3 separate regions of the Gossypium hirsutum genome follow, and all the other regions are linked to region 3. A link is a contact called in public Hi-C data. All regions are on one chromosome and are shown on one strand. The core of a region is the stretch at or near the end of the contact, and the rest is flanking DNA. Distances in the headings are between cores, read along the strand shown. Region 1 holds the start of LOC107934030 (thioredoxin reductase NTRC). Region 2 holds the start of LOC107934027 (villin-2). Region 3 holds the start of LOC107933439 (stearoyl-[acyl-carrier-protein] 9-desaturase 6, chloroplastic).

Evidence for each region. Hi-C and Micro-C count contacts between places; a contact is called where the count stands out from the background.
Region 1: a contact with region 3 is called in a Hi-C map of leaf, with 5 times the contacts expected there. The contact joins the promoter of LOC107934030 here to the promoter of LOC107933439 in region 3. A contact is called at or near these places in 3 of 34 Hi-C or Micro-C datasets (all in leaf).
Region 2: a contact with region 3 is called in a Hi-C map of leaf, with 3 times the contacts expected there. The contact joins the promoter of LOC107934027 here to the promoter of LOC107933439 in region 3. A contact is called at or near these places in 3 of 34 Hi-C or Micro-C datasets (leaf and petal).

What each region holds. Positions count from the first base shown.
Region 1 is chrA02:74,218,468-74,221,589 of Gossypium_hirsutum_v2.1, forward strand. It overlaps LOC107934030 (thioredoxin reductase NTRC), which reads left to right and starts at 1,737. Exons shown (of 10, transcript XM_016866364.2): 1 at 1,737-2,150. The coding sequence starts at 1,943.
Region 2 is chrA02:74,044,048-74,047,338 of Gossypium_hirsutum_v2.1, forward strand. LOC107934027 (villin-2) reads right to left here and starts at 1,828. Exons shown (of 24, transcript XM_016866361.2): 1 at 1,333-1,828.
Region 3 is chrA02:74,760,612-74,763,617 of Gossypium_hirsutum_v2.1, forward strand. LOC107933439 (stearoyl-[acyl-carrier-protein] 9-desaturase 6, chloroplastic) reads right to left here and starts at 1,474. Exons shown (of 2, transcript XM_041082530.1): 1 at 732-1,474; 2 at 1-440. The coding sequence starts at 1,331.

The DNA of each region.
Region 1 (3,122 bases), core at 487-2,986, 540 kb before region 3:
TCACATCCAGTAAGTTAGGACGCAACATTTTAAACCTTCGAAACTAAGCTCGTCTTTCGAAAATTTCTATCTCGAAACAACAAAACGCCATATCCAGTAAGTTAGGACACTATGTTTTGAAATCTCGAAATAATTGTTTAAGTTTTGAAAACTCAAAATCACTTAGAAGGGTGCTTGACTATTCGAATTCAACGAGAAAAATCGCAACCCAGTAAGTTAGGGCACTACCCTTCTCGAAGTTTCCAAACATCAAGCATTGCCTTTTATTATTTTTAAAAAAAACCTTGGAATATTATTTTAAATGACGTTTTAGGATGACATATTAATGAATCATGAAGCATAGATGTACAAAATATTCTAACATTTCCATACAAACATAAATAATATCATTAAGACAAAACTAAATAACATGAACATACGTTTAATGAAAAAAATTATACTAGGGTAAATATAAGATAATAAACAAATAGAAACATGAGTAAACTAAAAGAAAAACATAATACATGCAAAAATTATACAACAATATATATCATAAAATAGCACATAAAAGAAATAATTAAACATAGTATATAAAAAAATGAAACTATGCTCAAATAAGATAAATGACATACACTAAAAAAATGAATAAATAGAACATTTACAAATTATAAAAATATAATGCAATAGTTCAAAATACATAAAATGATAATATAATATATATACATGCATAGAAAATATATATTTGAAAAAAAACTATATAAAATGTTAAATATTATAATATATAAAATACATAATCAAATGTATAAAAGATAGGAATAAATATACATATTTGAAAAATGAAGAAATTAAAATAAAAAAAGGGTTGAAAAACTAAGATAGACGAAGAATAAAATAAGAACAAACCACAGAGAGTAAGAACGCAAGAGGGAGAGAAATTTGAGTGAATGCTCTAAAGAATTCTTATTATTTTCCAAAACTCAAGTGATTTACAATGAAGGGAGAGACCTCTATTTATAGTTGAGTCTCCCTAAATCCAACGGTACAGATCAATTACATCAACGGTTAAGATTAAAGGATATCTACAAATTAAATCTCTAAGATTACAAGATCATATCTTCAAGATTGCATATCATATCTAAGATTGCATATCATATCTAAGATTGTATCATATCTAAGATTGCATATCATATCTAAGATTATATATCCTTAAAGATTATATTTCCGTATGAGTCAAGCTTATAGATGGACCTTAAATCTTTTCAAGTAATAGGCCATTTTGATTGGGCCAAATTATATGTTTGTAATTTTGTACTGAACTTGAACTTTTTTTTTGAACTTATTTCTGGGCCCGGGCAAAATTGAGTGTCTACATTAAGATGACAAGAATTTGAGAGAAATTGAATGAAAAATTGAGAATAAAATAGTTGAGAGAATTGAGTGAATAAATGAATAGGATTGTGAGAATTGAATATATAGCAAATATAGAAAAAAATTTCTAGTTGTTTGAAAAAAAAACCACTAAAAATTAGCCTTTAAATTTTTTTGACTGTTACAAAAAGTTATCGATGGACTTGTTTTCTATTTTTCACTCCAAAATTAAAATATTTCACAATTTAAAGAAAAACGACCTAATAGATAATTAAAACTTAAAATCAGCGTTTTTGCTAATTAACCCGAGTTTAAAAGTAGATAAAAAAATTGCAGAGAAATTTAGAGGTTTATTTTATTTTATTTTTTGTGAAGTACGCAAGGGAAATGCAAAACAGGAAGAATAAAATATAAATAGTGATAAATAGTACGGGAAAAAAGAAGAAAATGAAAAGGAAAAAAAAGTAGGGTCCTTATCTGGAAGGCATGAGGCTAGAGATAGATAACCTGGAACTCCTCTTCTTAAGACAAAACTGGATTGGTTTTGGGTTTGGTTTCTTTTTCTTACAATTATTTTTGTATGGTCTGAAATCCAATGGCTGTTTCTCCCAACATACGAATCAGTATCCCACTCCCTTCCACTCCTTCTACCTACCACCGTCTTCCTATGTCCACTCTCTCCTACCCTTTCTTCTTCTTCTACTCTTCCCCTCCACGCGCACTCCGTTTCCACTCTCCTCCCACGCGCCATCGCCCCCTCTCTCTCCGCCCCAAGGCCTCCGTCGAAACCCCCGCTGCTTCAGGTCTCTCTCACTTACTTCCCTTTTTTTTTTCCTTCTGTATTCAAATGGTGACTCACTGCCAGCTTTATTTATGTATATATTTAGTTAGAATAATTGTATTGCCAAGTTTTTCTTTTTAAATTAATCCCATTTCAAGCTAGCATGAAAAACATTGCGGTTTTTCTTCTTCTTTTCAAATAAATTGTTAAGGAGCATGTGGCATTCTATGTGATTTTCATTCATCAAAACCGTTGATGGTTGTACTAAAATAAATATTTATCATTTAATTTTCATATATGATAATAGTTTTCTTTCCTTTTTGCAGCAATGTGAATACTGACTGAAACTGAAATATGCTGAGTGACGCATGCAGTAATTGATAAATAGAATCTTTTCTATTTATGTTGGTTGTTGCTTTTATTTTATTTTACTTTCCGTAAAACAATCAAGTGTTTGGATAAATGGAAATAATATATATATTTAAAATTAAAACATTAATTTTGTGAGTGGCAAAATACGTGATATTTAACTCTATGGGGAAAAATATGTATATTTGGATGTGTACCATTTACTTATTGTATATAAAATAAGTTGAATTTTTATGGTTGATGTCTTTGCTTTTTGCTTTAAGATTTTTTTAATGAAAAGTGCAATAAGGAAAAAAGAAAAAACAACGCAAAAATTTTGGAATATATTTTTATGAATATTTAGTTCGTATATATAAACCACTCTGTATTGTAAATATATACTAAATGTTTTAATCGGCCCCAAAATCAAATAGCAAGGTTCGCCACCTGAAAAAAAAAAGAAATGAAAACGAAATATAAATAAATAAAAGCAAACAGACCATCCAGGGCCTAAGAAAGCGAAAAGCAATTGATGACACTAATAATCAAATAGAGTTTTAAGTTTACCACAAGTATAATTTGTGAAATGGCATCCATGTTATCAACTATTGGCATTATATTAATTGCAAAATTACTTCCTAATCTC
Region 2 (3,291 bases), core at 578-3,077, 720 kb before region 3:
GATCCACATGAGAAAGAAACTCCCTTCGAGATTGATGCACTAAAATTTATATCATCCATCCATCAAAGCCACATATCATGGTGCTCTCAAAAGCAGATCTACTTGTCCACTCAAAATGATCTATGAATTATTAAATCTACTAGAACTAATTGCATCTTCAGTTGCTACTGATAAATACCTATCCTAAGGCTAAAACTTAGCGAATCATAGTCTTAAAACTAGAGATGAGAAAAAGTAAACTCTTCCACAAAGTTGATCTCTTACTAAAAACTATACATGTTGCACCACTATATGAAGGTTTAGGAGCAACTTTTCAGTTCTAAAAAAACCAAAAGTGTTCAGTCCATGCATCTTGGATTGCAGAATTTAAAAAATTCATGATGAAGTTCACATAATTGGCTAGAGATCTCCAATCAGCATTCTTACTTGAAGTGAAAATAATCATATATTCCATACATGGACAGATTTGCCAACTCGACATGTTTCGGAAATTAATAACTTCTATTCTTCTGGCCAAAAAAACTAATTGAGATAAACAACTACTCTTTAAACCGATCATCCTGTCATTTTCATAAATATAAGAAAACACTTTTAAACATGCCCAATCAAGCCTTTGGTTATAGTTCTTCAACGCGCTTAGGAGAATACCCTCTTCAATAGTACTCAAATATCGGCATGGTAAAAACCAACCAACACTAAGCACTGTAAGGAAAGCAAAACTGTTCAATTTGATCACGCATATAAACCAAAGGTACCAGAGCAGCAAAGGATCTTAGCACTAGTGTCATTGATAAGCAAACCAAGCAGCACTTAACTAGAGCAATCAAGGGATTAAAAGGCAGAAGTTGACGAAGTCAACAACCATTCAAAATTTGGCTCAGAGCTAAGATCTTTTAATCTCTAATGCTCAATTACAATAACAAATTAAATCATTTCCATAGTTGCTGTCATTAAACTGAATCCAGATTTCATTGCACTTGCAAATTGCAATAGATAGTTGAAGAACAGATTTAAAAAGCAGAAACAAACAAAAACAATCATGATCAAGTCGGACAAAAATAAAACAGAGAACAATATGAAAATCTGACATCACATCAGCATTAAACAAGCAAATCAAAGAAGAAAGAAACAAAAGGAATTAAAAGTAAGACAAGATCAAGCATACCCAGGTCAACAAACATCAAACAAAGACGACAAAAAGAGGAGATCCAAAGGAGTTAAAGCCCAGAAAAACTATCAAAGCAAAACGGTCTTTCCCTTGATCATAACATGTCAGAAAAGGAGACAGAAAACAGAAATATATGATGATCAAAGAAGAAGCAAAAAGGGTACCTTGAGTTTGAGAGAGAGAGAGAGATCTTTGAGGTTGAAGAAGGGAAGGGAAACAGCTAAGCTAAGCTGGCAAATTAAAGGGAGGAACGAAAAGGGAAGAAAATACTGGGAAAGAAAAAGCGAATTATTGCAGTGGTATGTATGTATGTATAGGGTGAAGTGTCTCCCTCTAACTTTATCTCTATATTTTTTGAGTTTTTATTATTTTTTCTTGTCTTTTGAGATTTGCAAATTGAGAGGTGGAGAGGGGAAAAAATGAATGAATTAATGATGGTGAACGGACGGCAGAAGAATTTTTTTTTTCTTTTTTCGCTTTGGTCTTGTCTTGGTTTTAGTCTTAACGAATTTTCGTAAGGAAAGCAAAAAGACGTAAAAATGTAAGGCTCCGGCCAGGTTGGACTTTCTCTTTCCACTCTATTTTTTTCTCTTTTTACCAATTAACACTACAACTCTTTATTTACTTTTCCTCTTGATTTTGGAAAAAAGAAATGTTTGTAATACAAAATTTTGGACAAAACAAAAACCGCACATTTAGAAACAGTATGTCCTAACCCTAGAATTTTGTCTAAGTTGTTCAGACTCCTATTATTATGATTAAAAAATAAAAATTTTATAACAATAAATTTATCAAATAAGAGTACAAAAACCATTTAATGTAATAAGCCCTTTTTTATAAAAATAGTTTTAAAAAATTAATTAAATACAAAAATTAGGTGAAAAACAATTTAATTACGAAAATAAGGTGTTTATTACAATATTTCTTAGTGTCACAAATATATTGGCGAAACCATCTACTTTTTGTCTAATCATGCAACAATTATGTGTTTTTTAAAAAATATATATTTTATTAGTGTCGTAACTGTGCCAGTCGAAACCAGTATGTATTTTAAAAATATCAATGAAAAAACAGGTATAAATGGTGAAAGAAAAATCAAAAAAAAATTATTGGTGCCAGCAATATGTCAAGCTGCACCGCTTTAATTAAAAAAATAGCTTGTCAAAAAAAACAGCTGAAACAAAAAAAATATTTTTTATTGGTGTTGTTGTTGTATTAGGCGACACCATTTTAATTTAAAAAAAACAAATTGACTGTTAGGAAAAAAAACAGCTGAAGTGACAAAAAGTGGTTGACGCCATATGGTGTCGTCGGCATGTCAAGCGGCACCAGTTTGAAAATCTAGGTCCCGCAATGCTATCAGGCGACACCAACCCTCTATATAAAGCCCCATCCCCTGGCTAAAATATTGTGTCCATCTATTTAAAAGAAAAAAAAAGAAAATTTATGTTTAACAAAATGGGAGATAATAGGAAAAAATAAAGAGAAAAAATTGTTTAGCAATATGAGAGTGAGAGAAAAATTATTTTAACAAATCGGGAAAAAAAAGAGCTCTTAGAAATCAAAATTGAAGATCAACATATTAGCTTTCATTTTAGCCTTAAAAAATCAAATTCAAGTTTATAAGGTTAGTTTTTAATTATTTTTATGTAACTATATTTTATTTTATTTTGATAATTAGCAATATGAAATGCAAGTTATACTATTTGATAAAAAGTATTTTTCTTGCTATAAAATCGTATGAATTATTTAAAAGGAATTAATATATATTTAATTTATTTTACAAATTTAGTTTCGAAATGAATAACCAATTCTTTGTATACATTCATTTCGGCGGGGTAATTTTACAAATAGCAGTTAGTTGTATGAATCTTGCCATCAAATAGGAATAAGGTTTAACAAGAACATAAAAGTTGATGATATGAAACAAAAGATTAGTGCAAAAATTGGTCGACGTTGTGGAAGGAGGATGTCCAGACTATTCTACAAATTTCCAGTTTCGTCAAATCCATGCAAATATTGAGAGATGGAACTTGTAGATGATGATGTCGTGGAGACTATTATCACACTTTATTGTTCACCTAGGAAATCTGAACCACTTGAGCTGTTCATTGAGTTAGAAG
Region 3 (3,006 bases), core at 224-2,723:
TGGGCTCTCCTACCTTCCCCCGTCAACCCCTCCATTTTCTCCAAACCCCACCGTTCTATCAACGCCTCCAATATATCTGCATAATCATCCGCCGTGTACACTCCCAACCGCTGCGCCACCGCCGAGAAGTGCTCAAACAGCCTTGGGTCTTCCCCGTCATACATCAAATGTGCAGGCATTGTTATCTTTTTCTTCATCATATCCGCGATCGCTAGCATTGCTCCCGTTGGGTCTACTTGGAGTAGCTTCTCAATGATCTTTGAGTAGGCTAGCTCATGCCGCTTCTCGTCTGCTGCGATGGTGCCGCAGATGCGTGCCAGGACTGGGTCCCCACCTTCCTTGGCTAACCGTGCCGTGTTGCCGTGGGACACGGACGTGGCTCGCTCCTGGAATGAAGTGTACACGAAACCCAAGTATGGGTTGTTTTCGGTTCCAGGATCCTGTCAAACCAAAACAAATGTATGGATGTCACATTCGTTACTTTTTCTCACTTACAATTCATCAAACATCTGTGCTTCTTGATTAGTAGCATTAGGGTATTTGAGTGCAAATTGTGGTGTTTTCAGATTCATTTCTTTATTGAAGATTAAATGGTGAATATCCTGAAATTGCAATGCAGTGTACCAATTAATTTGCATAATAACATTGCCAATACTCCAAGAATGATTCAGAACAGATGAATTTAATCTAAAACGTGTATGAAGATTGAAATTATTGAAAAAGAAACTCACCATGCCAGATCCAATCAGATACTGCACAGTCCTCTCGATCATAAGCATATCAACCCTCCCAGACAAATACAAGAAAGTCTTCAATAAATCCCCATGCCTGTTTTCCTCAGCAGTCCAAGCCCGAGTCCAAATTGCCCAGGGGCTGGAGCTAGCCCCAGTGTCATCCCTCACCCCATCAAGTGTATTGATCATGGTCTGGTACGTTGGCAAGGCTTCCTCCGTAATCATATCCCCCACCAACACCACGAAATACTCGTCCGGCAGATCCGCAGTGCGTTGTCTCAGGGCCTTCACTTGCTCGTTGAACTCTCCCAACGGCAATGCAGGGTCAGGTAAGAATGTCTGGGGTTGCCAACACTCTTTCACAGGTTTGAGCAGCGGTAACACATTTTGGGTAGCCCAGGTTTCTAGTGACTTGAAAATCTCTTGCTTTTCAGGTGGCATTGAGTGGGTTTTTTGAGGTTTTGGTGGAGCTGCCGCCACGGCAGAGATAGGGGAGAATCTGACGGTGGAGTTTGGTGGAGGGATGTGGCGGCAGTGGACACCTGGGATCCTCCAAGGCAGAGTTTTGGTAGAGACTAGGCTGTGTGTGAATTGCATGGTGGCAGTGTAGTTGAGTCAGTGTCTCAAGAATTTTTGCTACTATGGCTAGCAATACTGCAATATTATATATAGATCTGAAGAAAGAATATTTGACCCAGTCCTTTACTTTAATTGCAGTGGTGCCATTTAGGACTTCATTTTCATCAGTTTGTGAAAATGATTTTTCTTTTAAAAAAAAAATGGTTTAGATTAAAGTAGATTTAGCAACTTTGTGGAATTTAGGGTATGTTTTGTTGCTTAAGGAATTCGTTTCAAATAAGAGTAGATGACCAAATTTTCATCATTCTGATTTTTATTTTTTTTACAATTATTTTGTTATAGGAACCATTAATTACTTGTGAGAAAAGATTATCTCTTTTTTTATTTTTTATTTACTTCAACAGAGAGAGAAAAGGGTATGATAGTAAACTAGGAAAAAGAAAGGAAAGGAAGGTGGGGAGGGTGGAGAAATTAAAAACAAGGGGTGCGCTGCAGTGGTTTTTTGTGGAGAAGGGGAGGGGATGCGTTAGTAAACGTAAAATATTTCTGTGGGTTGTAAATACCGAAGTTTGGAGAGTTTGGTGGGCTGTGTTTTTGAAAAAGCTAAAATTAATTGACAGCCGATGCCATTTGTCATTTATTTGTTTTTTTAAATACTAAAGCCAAATGCCGATCCAATCTCGATTTTAAAGTGCTCTGATTTTGTGGTCAAAACGTAACTCAGCTCTCTTTGCTTCTATTTTATTCTTTCATTTCCTCCTAAATCTCATACCACCAAATATATATAATATTATATTAAAGTGGATGAAAAAAGATTATTAAATTAAGGGCAAATTTTAAAATAGTCCATTTTGTTTGCCTCATGTTTCATTTTAGTCACTTATGTTTGAAATGTTACATTTTAGTCACTTATATTATCGTGTTGTAACATTTTAGTCACTGAGCAATTAATTGTCGTCAACAGTGTAATGGTAAGCTAATGTGGCACGTTAAATCATCATTTCAAATGAAAATTTTAGGTTAAATTATACAATTGTTCTCTATATTTTTTTCATTTTGAGTAATTGAATTTTTTTCTTTTATATTCTTTTAAATTTTCTTTTTTTTTCATTCTCTTTTGTGTCTTTTCCTCCCTTCTCCATTTCTTTTAATATAATTTTTCTATGTTTTTAATTTGTTAGAACTAGTCTCTATAATTTTATTTTTTTTTGAATAATTTAAATTTATTATTTTTATTATTATTATTTTCCTTTTCTTCTTCCCCTTTATTTTTCTCTCTTTTTATATTCTTCACTACAAAAATATAATCTTTTCCCACCAAATAAACCAAGTCATTGTTTCTTTCACATTATTCCTAGATTGAATTTCACTCAAAACTTAATACCAATTATTCTTAATCAAATCTCGATTTGAATATAACTTAATTTTGAAACTAAAATTGGATCTAACTAATCAATATAAAAAAATCATATCATTAATCAAATCTAAACATAAATTGAATTCTTTATATTCAAAACAATTTTTCTTCGTTTCCAAATTTTTACAGAATTGTGTAGATTATTCATTACTTTTTTTTTACGAATAAAATTAAGCAAATGATAAAATTGATCTAAACCTTCTTGGATTTTCCCAAGCAAGCTTAATTGGAAGTCGAGCATGGATGAACCAAAGAGAAAAAGGGAGCATGGAACCA